2 separate regions of the Canis lupus genome follow, and region 2 is linked to region 1. A link is a contact called in public Hi-C data. All regions are on one chromosome and are shown on one strand. Each heading gives the region's core, a stretch centred on a gene start, on an enhancer-like site or on the middle of the called end of the contact. The rest is flanking DNA. Distances are from core to core; before and after follow the strand shown. Region 1 holds the start of RNF150 (RING finger protein 150). Region 2 holds the start of ELMOD2 (ELMO domain-containing protein 2).

What was found. A called contact is a pair of places that touch in the nucleus more often than the background predicts.
Region 2: a Hi-C map of blood shows a contact between it and region 1, with 3 times the contacts expected there. The contact joins the promoter of ELMOD2 here to the promoter of RNF150 in region 1. A contact is called at or near these places in 2 of 9 Hi-C or Micro-C datasets (amygdala and blood).

Annotation. Positions count from the first base shown.
Region 1 is chr19:2,534,498-2,539,420 of UU_Cfam_GSD_1.0, forward strand. RNF150 (RING finger protein 150) reads left to right here and starts at 2,506. Exons shown (of 8, transcript XR_005373859.1): 1 at 2,506-3,049. It overlaps LOC119864426 (a long non-coding RNA gene), which reads right to left and starts at 3,141. Exons shown (of 3, transcript XR_005373860.1): 1 at 2,950-3,141; 2 at 725-1,111.
Region 2 is chr19:3,040,737-3,045,659 of UU_Cfam_GSD_1.0, forward strand. It overlaps ELMOD2 (ELMO domain-containing protein 2), which reads right to left and starts at 2,827. Exons shown (of 8, transcript XM_038564578.1): 1 at 2,686-2,827; 2 at 305-333. The coding sequence starts at 2,827.

The DNA of each region.
Region 1 (4,923 bases), core at 1,256-3,755:
CTTCCTACTTTTCTAAGAGAAAAAAAGGATAAGCAGTAGTCATGTATTCTTTTCTTTCCAAATATTTGATTTACTTGAGAGAGAGAGAGAGAGAGAGAGCGCGCGCATGAGTGGAGGTAGGGGCAGAGGGAGAGGGACAAGCAGACTCCCTGTGGAGCAGGGAGCCCAACGCTGGATCCCAGGACCCCGGGATCATGACCCGAGCTGAAGGTCGCTGCTTAACCAGGGGCCCTGGCAGTCATGCATTCTTAAGGACAAAGATTCCCCAAGTGTTGTGGCTGGAGAAAAAGGGCTAAGAGACAGAGAGGTTTGGGGAACCACCTTGGTTTGCCAAGGCATCTGTACAGAGCCCAGCTGGGGGTTTTCAGCCAATGGACTCTTCCCTCAGATCTCTGGTGGCTCGGGGACCAGCAGCCAGGCAGGCTCCGCGGCTGCCTCCCTGTACCACTAGGTACTATATAAAAAGCACCGTCCCGATTGCCTAGAAGCCTATTTTCTAAAATAAGTAAGTCAGGAAAACAACATAAAACCAGCACATCAAAAACCATAGAGACCAACTCTCCTAAGTAGTTCTTCTTGCGCCTGCTTCTAATTCGGGTAAAGCGGAGGCTCCTTGTTCTCCCCCCAACAGCCACCAGCTGTTTGTGCGGCTGCTGGAAAAAGAGAAGCTGTGCTGGGTGGGTGGGTGGGGGAGGCTGTGGGTGACAGAAAGCTGTAAACATACTAAGATCTTAGGGAAATGTGGCCTTTTGTCTTCAGCACTGAGTCCCAGGTCCTCTGAAAGAATGCCAGGTGAGAGTGATTAAGAACCGTCCCACGAGTTCTCTCCGAGCCCTTCCATGGCACTTCTCTCAAGCCCAGGAATCCGTTGGTGTGGAGGGCAGCAGCGTCTAAGCATTTAAGTGGTTAAGGGGCTGTGTCGGCTTGGAGAAGGTTGGAGAAGGCCGTTCTGCGGGCGCTGCACTACCGGTCTCCAACCCGGGAACACCCTATAGAGGGAAACGCAGAGAAACCTCACTTGCCTGTTGACACCACCAGGCTTGACAACCCGAATAAACGCAGTGAGAAAACAGCTCACTCGGTTTCTTTTCTTATAGAGAAAACATCCGTTCTAGAAGGAAACAAACATCACATGTCTGCTTCCAAGCCTCTTGGAGTGCCAGGACCCAATACCCGAAAGCAGTGGCCCCCAGCCCAGCATGGGCAGCAACCCCCCCCCGCCCCGGACCGTGCTGTGGCTCAGGTGCAGTGGATCATACTCCCGTGGCCGGGCCAGCAGCTGGAGTGCCCCCCACCCCGCGTGCTGCTGGGACCCCCTCCTGGATGGGCCGTCGCTGCCCTGGGCACTGCAGGTGCGCTCGGGAAGGCCCTGGGGCCGCTGGCCGCGGCCTGAATCCCGCGTCCTGCAGTCGGAGCTCAGCCCCGACCCTTCGGGTACGCTGGGGAAGGCCCTGGAGCCACTGGCCGCGACCTGAGCCCTCGTCCTGCAGTTGGAGCTCAGCGCCGAACCTCCGGGTGCGCTCAGGGAGGCCCTGGAGCCAGCGGCCGCGTCCTGGCGCCAGCCCTCGTCCTGCAGTCGGAGCTCAGCGCCGAACCTCCGGGTGCGCTCAGGGAGGCCCTGGAGCCACGGGCCGCGGCCTGGGCCCCGCGTCCTGCAGTCGGAGCTCAGCGCGTCCCTCCCGCCCGGGGGAGGCTGCGCCCGCCACGCGCGCCCTCGGCTCCATCTGAGGCGCTGGGAGTCGCCCGCGCGCCCAGGTCGGGCCGCTTCCCCTCCCGCCCGCACCTGGTGCACGCAGAGGTGAGTCGGGACCCGGGACCCGGCAGAGGTCGCTGCCGCCCCGCAGGAGAGCCCGGGGGAGCGCGGCGAGCGGCGCCCAGGATCCTCGACATCACTCCAGGCTCCTCCTTGCGCGCACACATCGCACACACACACACACACACGCTCACACACACGGACACGCACGGACCTCGCGCTCCTCTCGGTCCGCTCCCTCCGCCTGCCCCGGCCCCGGCCGCCTCCCCAAGTGCGTCCCGGCGCGGCCGCCCGGCGACGGCAGGCGAGGGGCCCACGGCGCGCGGCCGCGGCGGGACCCGCTCCCCGAGCGCCCGGCGGCCGGGACCCCCGCGCGGCACCGGCCTGGGGGCGGCCGCCCGCTCCCGGAGCCCCCGCCAGCCCGCGGGAGCCGCGCCCGGGAGCCCGCCCGCCGGCCGCTCGCCTCCTCCGCGGTTCCCCGCGCGCCCCCCGCCCGCGCGCCCCCGGCTCCGGGGCAGCTCGGCTCGGCTCAGCCCGGGCTGACCCGCGCTCGCAACCCGGGAGCGCGAGGAGGAGGAGGGGGAGGAGGGGGAGGAGCAGCAGGAGGAGGACCAGGGGGAGGAGCATCGGGGGAGGGGCGGGGAGGAGCGCCGGGGGGAGGGGCAGGAGGGGGAGGGGCGGGGCGGAGGACGCGAGCCGCGGGCCGGTCGGCGGCGGGGCGCGGAGGCCGGGCGGGCGGGCGGGCGGGGGCGCGGCGCGCGACCATGGCCCGGTCGCTGGTGCAGGCGTGCCGCAGCCTGGCCCTCTCAACATGGCTGCTTTCCTTTTGTTTCGTGCATCTGCTGTGCCTGGACTTCACGGTGGCCGAGAAGGAGGAGTGGTACACCGCCTTCGTGAACATCACCTACGCCGAGCCCGCGCCCGACCCGGCGTCGGGGCCGGGGCCGGGGCCGGGGGCGGGGGCGGGGGCGGGGGCGGGGTCCGGGGCGGCGGGCGGCGGCGGCCCCGAGCTGCGCAGCGAGCGCTCCGAGTGCGGGCGCTACGGGGAGCACTCGCCCAAGCAGGACGCCCGCGGCCAGGTGGTCATGGCCAGCGCCGCGCACGACCGCCTGGCCTGCGACCCCGGCACCAGGTTCGCCGCCCCGGGCCGCGGCCGCAGCTGGATAGCCCTCATCCCCAAGGGCAACTGCACGTACCGGGACAAGATCCGCAACGCCTTCCTGCAGAACGCCTCGGCCGTGGTCATCTTCAACGTGGGCTCCGGCACCAACGACACCGTCACCATGTCCCACGCAGGTAGGCGCCCGGCGGAGCGCGGCCCACGCGGGGAGCGGAGGGGACGAGGGGCGCGCGCGGGGCCCCCCAAGTCCGCGCGGGACACGCGTCTCGGTGCCCTGGACCCGTTAGGTGCCGCTGCTCCGCGTTCCTGGGGGCGGGGGTCCCGGAGCGGAGAGGGCTGCTGGGGGGGATGGAGGAGAGAGGGGTGCTGGGGCGGATGGAGGAGAGAGGGGTGCTGGGGAGACGGAGGAGAGAGGGCTGCTTGGGGGACGGAGCGGAGAGGGGTGCTGGGGGGGATGGAGCGGAGAGGGGTGCTGGGGGGACGGAGCGGAGAGGGCTGCTGGGGGGGATGGAGGAGAGAGGGGTGCTGGGGCGGATGGAGGAGAGAGGGGTGCTGGGGGGACGGAGGAGAGAGGGCTGCTGGGGGGGACGGAGCGGAGAGGGGTGCTGGGGGGGATGGAGGAGAGAGGGGTGCTGGGGGGGATGGAGGAGAGAGGGGTGCTGGGGAGACGGAGGAGAGAGGGCTGCTTGGGGGACGGAGCGGAGAGGGGTGCTGGGGGGGATGGAGCGGAGAGGGGTGCTGGGGGGACGGAGCGGAGAGGGCTGCTGGGGGGACGGAGCGGAGAGGGGTGCTGGGGGGGATGGAGGAGAGAGGTGCTGGGGGGGATGGAGCGGAGAGGGGTGCTGGGGGGACGGAGCGGAGAGGGCTGCTGGGGGGGACGGAGCAGAGAGGGCTGCTGGGGTGGGGACGGAGCAGAGAGGGGTGCTGAGGGAGATGGAAGAGAGGGGTGCTGGGGGGGGACGGAGCTGGGAGAGCTGCTGGGGGGGATGGAGCGGAGAGAGCTGCTGGGGGTTCCGGAGCAGAGAGGGCTGCTGGGGGTCCCGGAGCAGAGAGGGCTGCTGGGGGGGACGGAGCAGAAAGGGGTGCTGAGGGGGATGGAGGAGAGAGGGGTGCTGGGGGGATGGAGGAGAGGGGATGCTGGGGGGGACAGAGCAGGGAGAGCTGCTGGGGGAGGATGGAGCGGAGAGAGCTGCTGGGGGTCCCGGAGCAGAGAGGGCTGCTGGGGGGGACCGAGCCGAGAGGGCTGCTGGGGGGACGGAGCCGAGAGGGATGCTGGGGGGACGAAGCAGAGAGGGATGCTGGGGGGACAGAGCAGAGAGGGCTGCTGGGGGGGACAGAGCAGAGAGGGCTGCTGAGGGGGGGTCCCGGAGCAGAGGGCTGCTGGGGGGTCCCGGAGCGGAGGGGGCTGCTGGGCTCAGGGGGGGTTGCGCCGACCCGTCCTGGAGGGTCCAGGAGGTGCAGTCGGGGGGCGGGGTCCGGGCTCGCGCGCGGTCCGAGCTGCTGAGCCGCGCGCACCTGCCTGGAGCCGGAGGCGGTGCACCTGCGTGTGCCGGGGTCGCGCTCCCCGCTGGCAGCCCCGGGCAGGGCGGCGCACAGGGTTACCGGCCGTGTCGCCCCCTGCCCCCCCGCCCCGCGCCCCGGGTCAGCCCGCAGCCCTGCGGGGACGAGCGGAGCCGGCTGCGGGGTGGGCGCCCTGACCGGGGGTGGTCGGAGTCCTGGGCTCCGTGTCGCTGGCGGAGGCGGGCCTGAGGGCAGGATGGCACCTACCCGCAGCCAAGAGGAGCGCGGTGCCCCTAAAGTCATGCCCACTTGGACATTGTGGGGGGAGCCTCTTGCTGATTGGGGCATCATGAAGTATGCAGAGGCCTTCTGTGTGGAGAGAATGGGGCGATTTCAGGGGAGAAAGAATAAGGGTGTTATTATTATTATTATTATTATTATTATTATTATTATTATTATTATTTGAATGCTTGAAGGGTGTCAGGGCTAGAGTACATTACTGCCCGAGACTCCTATTTATTCAGCCATAGGCCTCACATGCCACTGCTTC
Region 2 (4,923 bases), core at 1,577-4,076, 510 kb after region 1:
ATAAAATAAAATAAAAATAATTCGTTCTAGGGCAGCCCGGGTGGCTCAGAGGTTTAGTGGCGCCTTCAGCCCGGGGCCTAATCCTGGAGACCCGGGATCGAGTCCCACATCGGGATCCCTGCATGGAGCCTGCTTCTCCCTCTGCCTGTGTCTCTGCCTTTCTCTCTCTCACGAATAAATAAAATAATAATAATAATAATAATAATAATAATAATAATAAAAAATTCATTCTAAAATGGAGGCATTCTCTTAAAAATATCTCCAGGTTAAGTTTTCTAGAATTACCACTTTGGTATAATCCTACCTTATTTTTGGAGTATGTCAAGGAATTTTCTGAAATAAAGAAAAAAAAAAGAAAAAAGAATGTTACCACTTAAATATTGTTTGTGAATTACTCGATATACAAAGAGTATAAATATCAAGCCAGTAGTAAATCAATAGCACCAGAAGATAAAATTTCTTCATGTGTAACATAGCAAACATTTTTAAATGTTATCCGCATAGTATAGGGAGCTAGGTATGATTCCAAGACCCTCAACTCAATTCAACACACCACAGCCAAAGAGGTGAGACCCTCCTAATTTTCCTAGGATCATGTTTCTGTGCGAATCCCCAAGGGTCTACTAATCACTGCAAATTCATTCACTGGCTGCCTCCCAGTAGCTTAGGCCCCAGAAACTCATCTAAAGAACTTATAAGGAAAGTGCTCTCTACTACATTTTCTTCACTTGTAGCTCTTCTGGAGTAAGCATTTAGATTTGAGGAGCCAGAGACTGAATCATATGACAACAAAGGGGCAAAAATGTTGAGACTTAGATTATATTGGCCAACTATCTTCTAACCAGACAAATAGCTTCTCCACTCCTGTCTTCTGTTTCAAGAAGGACTAGAGCTTTTTCTTAGTCTATTTAAACTTTTTTTTTTTTCTGGCACATTTACCAAGTCTCTTTATTCTCAGCAATTTGAAACATTCAAGAAAAATGGTTTTACCACCAAGCAATGCCTATGTTCTTACCCCATAGTATAAAATGTAAACCATTACTGCTGAGATTTCTTATCAAGAGGTACTTTGTTCTGAGAGCAGCCAAAAGGGCAAATCAAAAGAGCAGGCAGGAAATGAAGTCGGCCACGAAGTTGTGAAAAAACTAGGGAAGTAATTAAACTTCAATCATCCAGCTGCCCTGAGGCTTACTCCCTCCTTCTCTCTCTTATTCCTCCCACGTTGCCTTGGATACAGACACCCACTCCCCAGATCTCACCGGGGTGTTCTTAGTTGAAGTACACTCGTTGGACACAAAAGAGTAAAGATTTAGTTAAGTCATGATCTTCCCTGTGACACAGTGAACATGAACTGCGGCCAATCCCTGGTCTTCCTTACTCTGGTCCAAGAGTTCTCTCTCTCCTCTACCAGATTTCTCACTCCTCTGTGTTCTAATTTTAAGCGATATATTTTCAACGAAGCATTGGGAGCTGATGAATTTGAAAGGTAAGAGAATGCTACTCTTCCGCAGAAATAGGACGCGACCCAAGATGTGAGCCACGTGTGTAACTTTTATAACTTTCTAGTAGCCCCATTGGAATAAAAGAAACACAGAAGTTTTATAGATTTTAACCCGCTATATCCCAAATATTACCATTTCAACATAGAATGAATATAAACAATTACTAATGAGGTATTTCTACATTCCTTTTTAAATCTAGTTTTTGAAACCCAGGGTGTATTTTATATTTCCACACATCTCAATCCACATCAATCCCATCTCCAGGGCCCATCAGCCTCATGTGGACAACCGGCCATGACACTGGTCAGTGCAGACTTTGAGGGTAAGTCTCTACCAGGGATCACTGGATACCTGTTACTTTTCTTCCATGAATTACATTAAAGACTAAGAGACCGATGAAAGGTTCTGAATATAAAAATGGATCTAGATTTCAGATACTCCCTCTTCCCCCATCATTTCAAGGGAAGATTTTTCCAAGGGCCTAGAAATGGGAGAGGTTTTTCTTCTGGAAAATAGGTCGTAGCCATAATGTAAGGTACAACTGACGAATTTTGGGGGTGCCAGAGAAGATCATTCTTTGCACAGAAGTGGAATGGAGTCATAATGTTTCTCTCTCTACAAAATCATCGTTTTAGAGCTGGAATCATTCGAAGCTAGATTTCAAATGTCAAAAAATAAAACAAAATGAAATAAAATAAAATATAAAAAAATAAAAAATAATAAAAATAAATAAAATAAAAAGTAAATAAAATAAATAAAAATAAAATAAAGTAAAAAATAAAGTAAAAAAATAAAATAAAGAAATAAAAAATAAAAAGTAAAAAATAAAATAAAAATAAAAAATAAAATAAAAAAATAAAAAATAAACAATAAAATAAAAATAAAATAAAATAAAAATTAAAAATAAATAAAAATAAAATAAAAATAAAATAAAATTAAAAAGTAAAAATTAAATAAAAAGTACAAAAATAAAATAAAATAAAAAATAAAATAAAAAATGAAATAAAATAAAATAAATAAAATAAAAAATAAAATATAAAAATAAAATAAAATCACTGTTTCTTGATCAGGATACACAAACGAGTACGTCTGTCACTGTGAATATGGAGGTGGAGGGGGGAGGGGAGGAAAAAAAAAGATTCATTCAGTTAAAATCGATGTATTCTTTTTCAGATGACATTACCTATCCTGTGCGTCCTTTGTGCACCTACATAGGTGTCAAAAATCCGTTGCAGTTCACACTTGCCAGTCATGTGTCGTAAGAGCCATTTCATCCAAAACCGAAAAAAGTGCCCATAGAAGAACTCCCACAAAGAAATAAACATGGTGTGTTTGTTTGATTGTTTTCCTAGAGAAGGAAATATATGACAGATTTAATGACCTTAAATTAGATCTTAAAAGAAAAAAAAGAGAGAGATGCAGGTGATCCGACTGCTCCAATCCCGGATTGCGCATCTCAGGTCGCAGCGCTGGGCTGGCCCCGCAGCGGGATGCGGGATGCAGGAGGCGGGATGCGGGATGCGGGAGGCGGGAGGCGGGAAAGAGGTCGGGCGTCGGGGCAGGAAGCAGCGCTGCGAGGCGTTAGGCAGTGCAGGCCCCGACGGGTCGCCGCATCTGGGAACTGGCTGCAGAACCCCCACGACGCGCTCCGCTCCGCTCCGTCCCCTACGTGCGCATCTTGCAGAAGAGCGGGGCGGAGGGCTCGGCAGGCCCGGGGCCAGAGCGGCCCCAGCGAGCGCGCCGACACCTGCGAGGGGCCCGCGCCGCCGCAGCTCCTGGGAGCCCGGGGCTCCTTCCATCGCCTCCGTCCCGCGCAGGAGAGCGCGGCGGCTCGTCCCCCCCGCCCTCCCCGCTCCCGGCGGCTCCAGCGCGAAGGCACCGGGACAAAGGCAGCGCGGGGCCCCGGGGAGCCGCTGCGCGGAGCCCCCCCTTCCAGGGCCCCGGCCGAGCCCAGGGCGCGCAGGCGCGCTGCCGGCGGGGGGCGGGGCGGGGACGCGCGGACTCGCACAAAGCCTCGCCGGCCCCGGGCGGCCCCGCGGGATTCCTCGGGGCGCCGCCGGGCGCGGCCGCACCGCAGCAGCGCGGCGCGAGAGGAAGAGAAACAGCAGCCACCTCACAGCAGCGGAAGAGCTACGGGGGAACGGGGGAAGCTGGAGCTGCCTCGGTTTCCCCAACTGCAGACGGCCGGCCGCGGAAACGACGCCGCTCGCGGGGCGCTCCCTGCAAGCACCGCGACCCGGAAGTCGGGGAGGGAGGGCCGGCCCCGAGGCCACGCCCCCGCGCCGCTCCCGCCACGCCGATTGGCCGGAGCTCCGCCAATCGCCGGCGCCCGGAGGAGGGCGCGCGGAGGCGCGGGCGCGCGTGCTCGGCGTCCGGGGACGCCCGGCGGTTGCCCTGGCAACGGCCACCCGGTCGGCCTCTCCAGGTACCGACACCTTCGTCCCCTTAAACCCCGGGGGTGTGCGCTGATGGGAGCTGTGAGCTCCTCCTACACTCCCCGCTCGGGAGAAACAGCGTGCTTTCGGGAACTTTCGTAGCACCGATTGTGCAAAAGCACTTTGACCTGCAATTAATCTTAATCCTGCAAAGTAATTCTAATAGTCCTACCTTAAGGATGAAGAATCGGGATTTAGGTTTAATGATTTACCCATGCTATCCCTGCCCCCCCCCCCCCGCCGCCAAAAAAAAGGGCGGGGGGAGAGCTCTATATGTTGAGTAATGTTGAGTAAAGTTTGGGCTTTGTCTTAAATTTAAGAGTATCTGCAGGGAGAGTATTCCAGACATGCGAGTGCAAAGGCCTTGAATCAATGGGAGAAATAGCGAGGCCAGCGTAACTGGAGGAGAAAGAACAAGGGGAGAGTGCAATGTAAGTCCAAAGGACAAGTTCCATTGAGAAATAACTTACTGCTAGCCACCCCACAGCTCCAGATCCCTCAACCCCTTTTCTCAAAAGCAACCAGTATTAGCTTCTTGTTTATACCTCCAGGAATGTTTTATGCAAGTGTGTATCTGTATATTCCCTGCATCCCTTTGCTAACACACATCGAAGCAGCAATACACACTTTTCCACACTTAAGCTTTTTTTTTTTAAGATTTCATTTATTTATTCATGAGAGACACAGAGAGGAGAGACCCAGGCAGAGGGAGAAAGCAGGCTCCATGCAGGGAGCCCGACGTGGGACTCGATCCCAGGACTCCAGGATCACGCCTTGGGCTGAAGGCAGGCGCTAAACCGCTGAGCCACCCCGGCTGCCCAACATTTTTTTTAAAAAGATGCTAATTGTGGAGCACCAGGATGGCTCAGTGGTTGAGCCACTGCCTTTGCTCAGGTCATGACCCTGGGGTCCTGGGTTCAAGAAACACATCTGGCTCCCCACAAGGACTCTGCTTCTGTCTCTGCCTCTCTCTCTGTGTCTCTCAT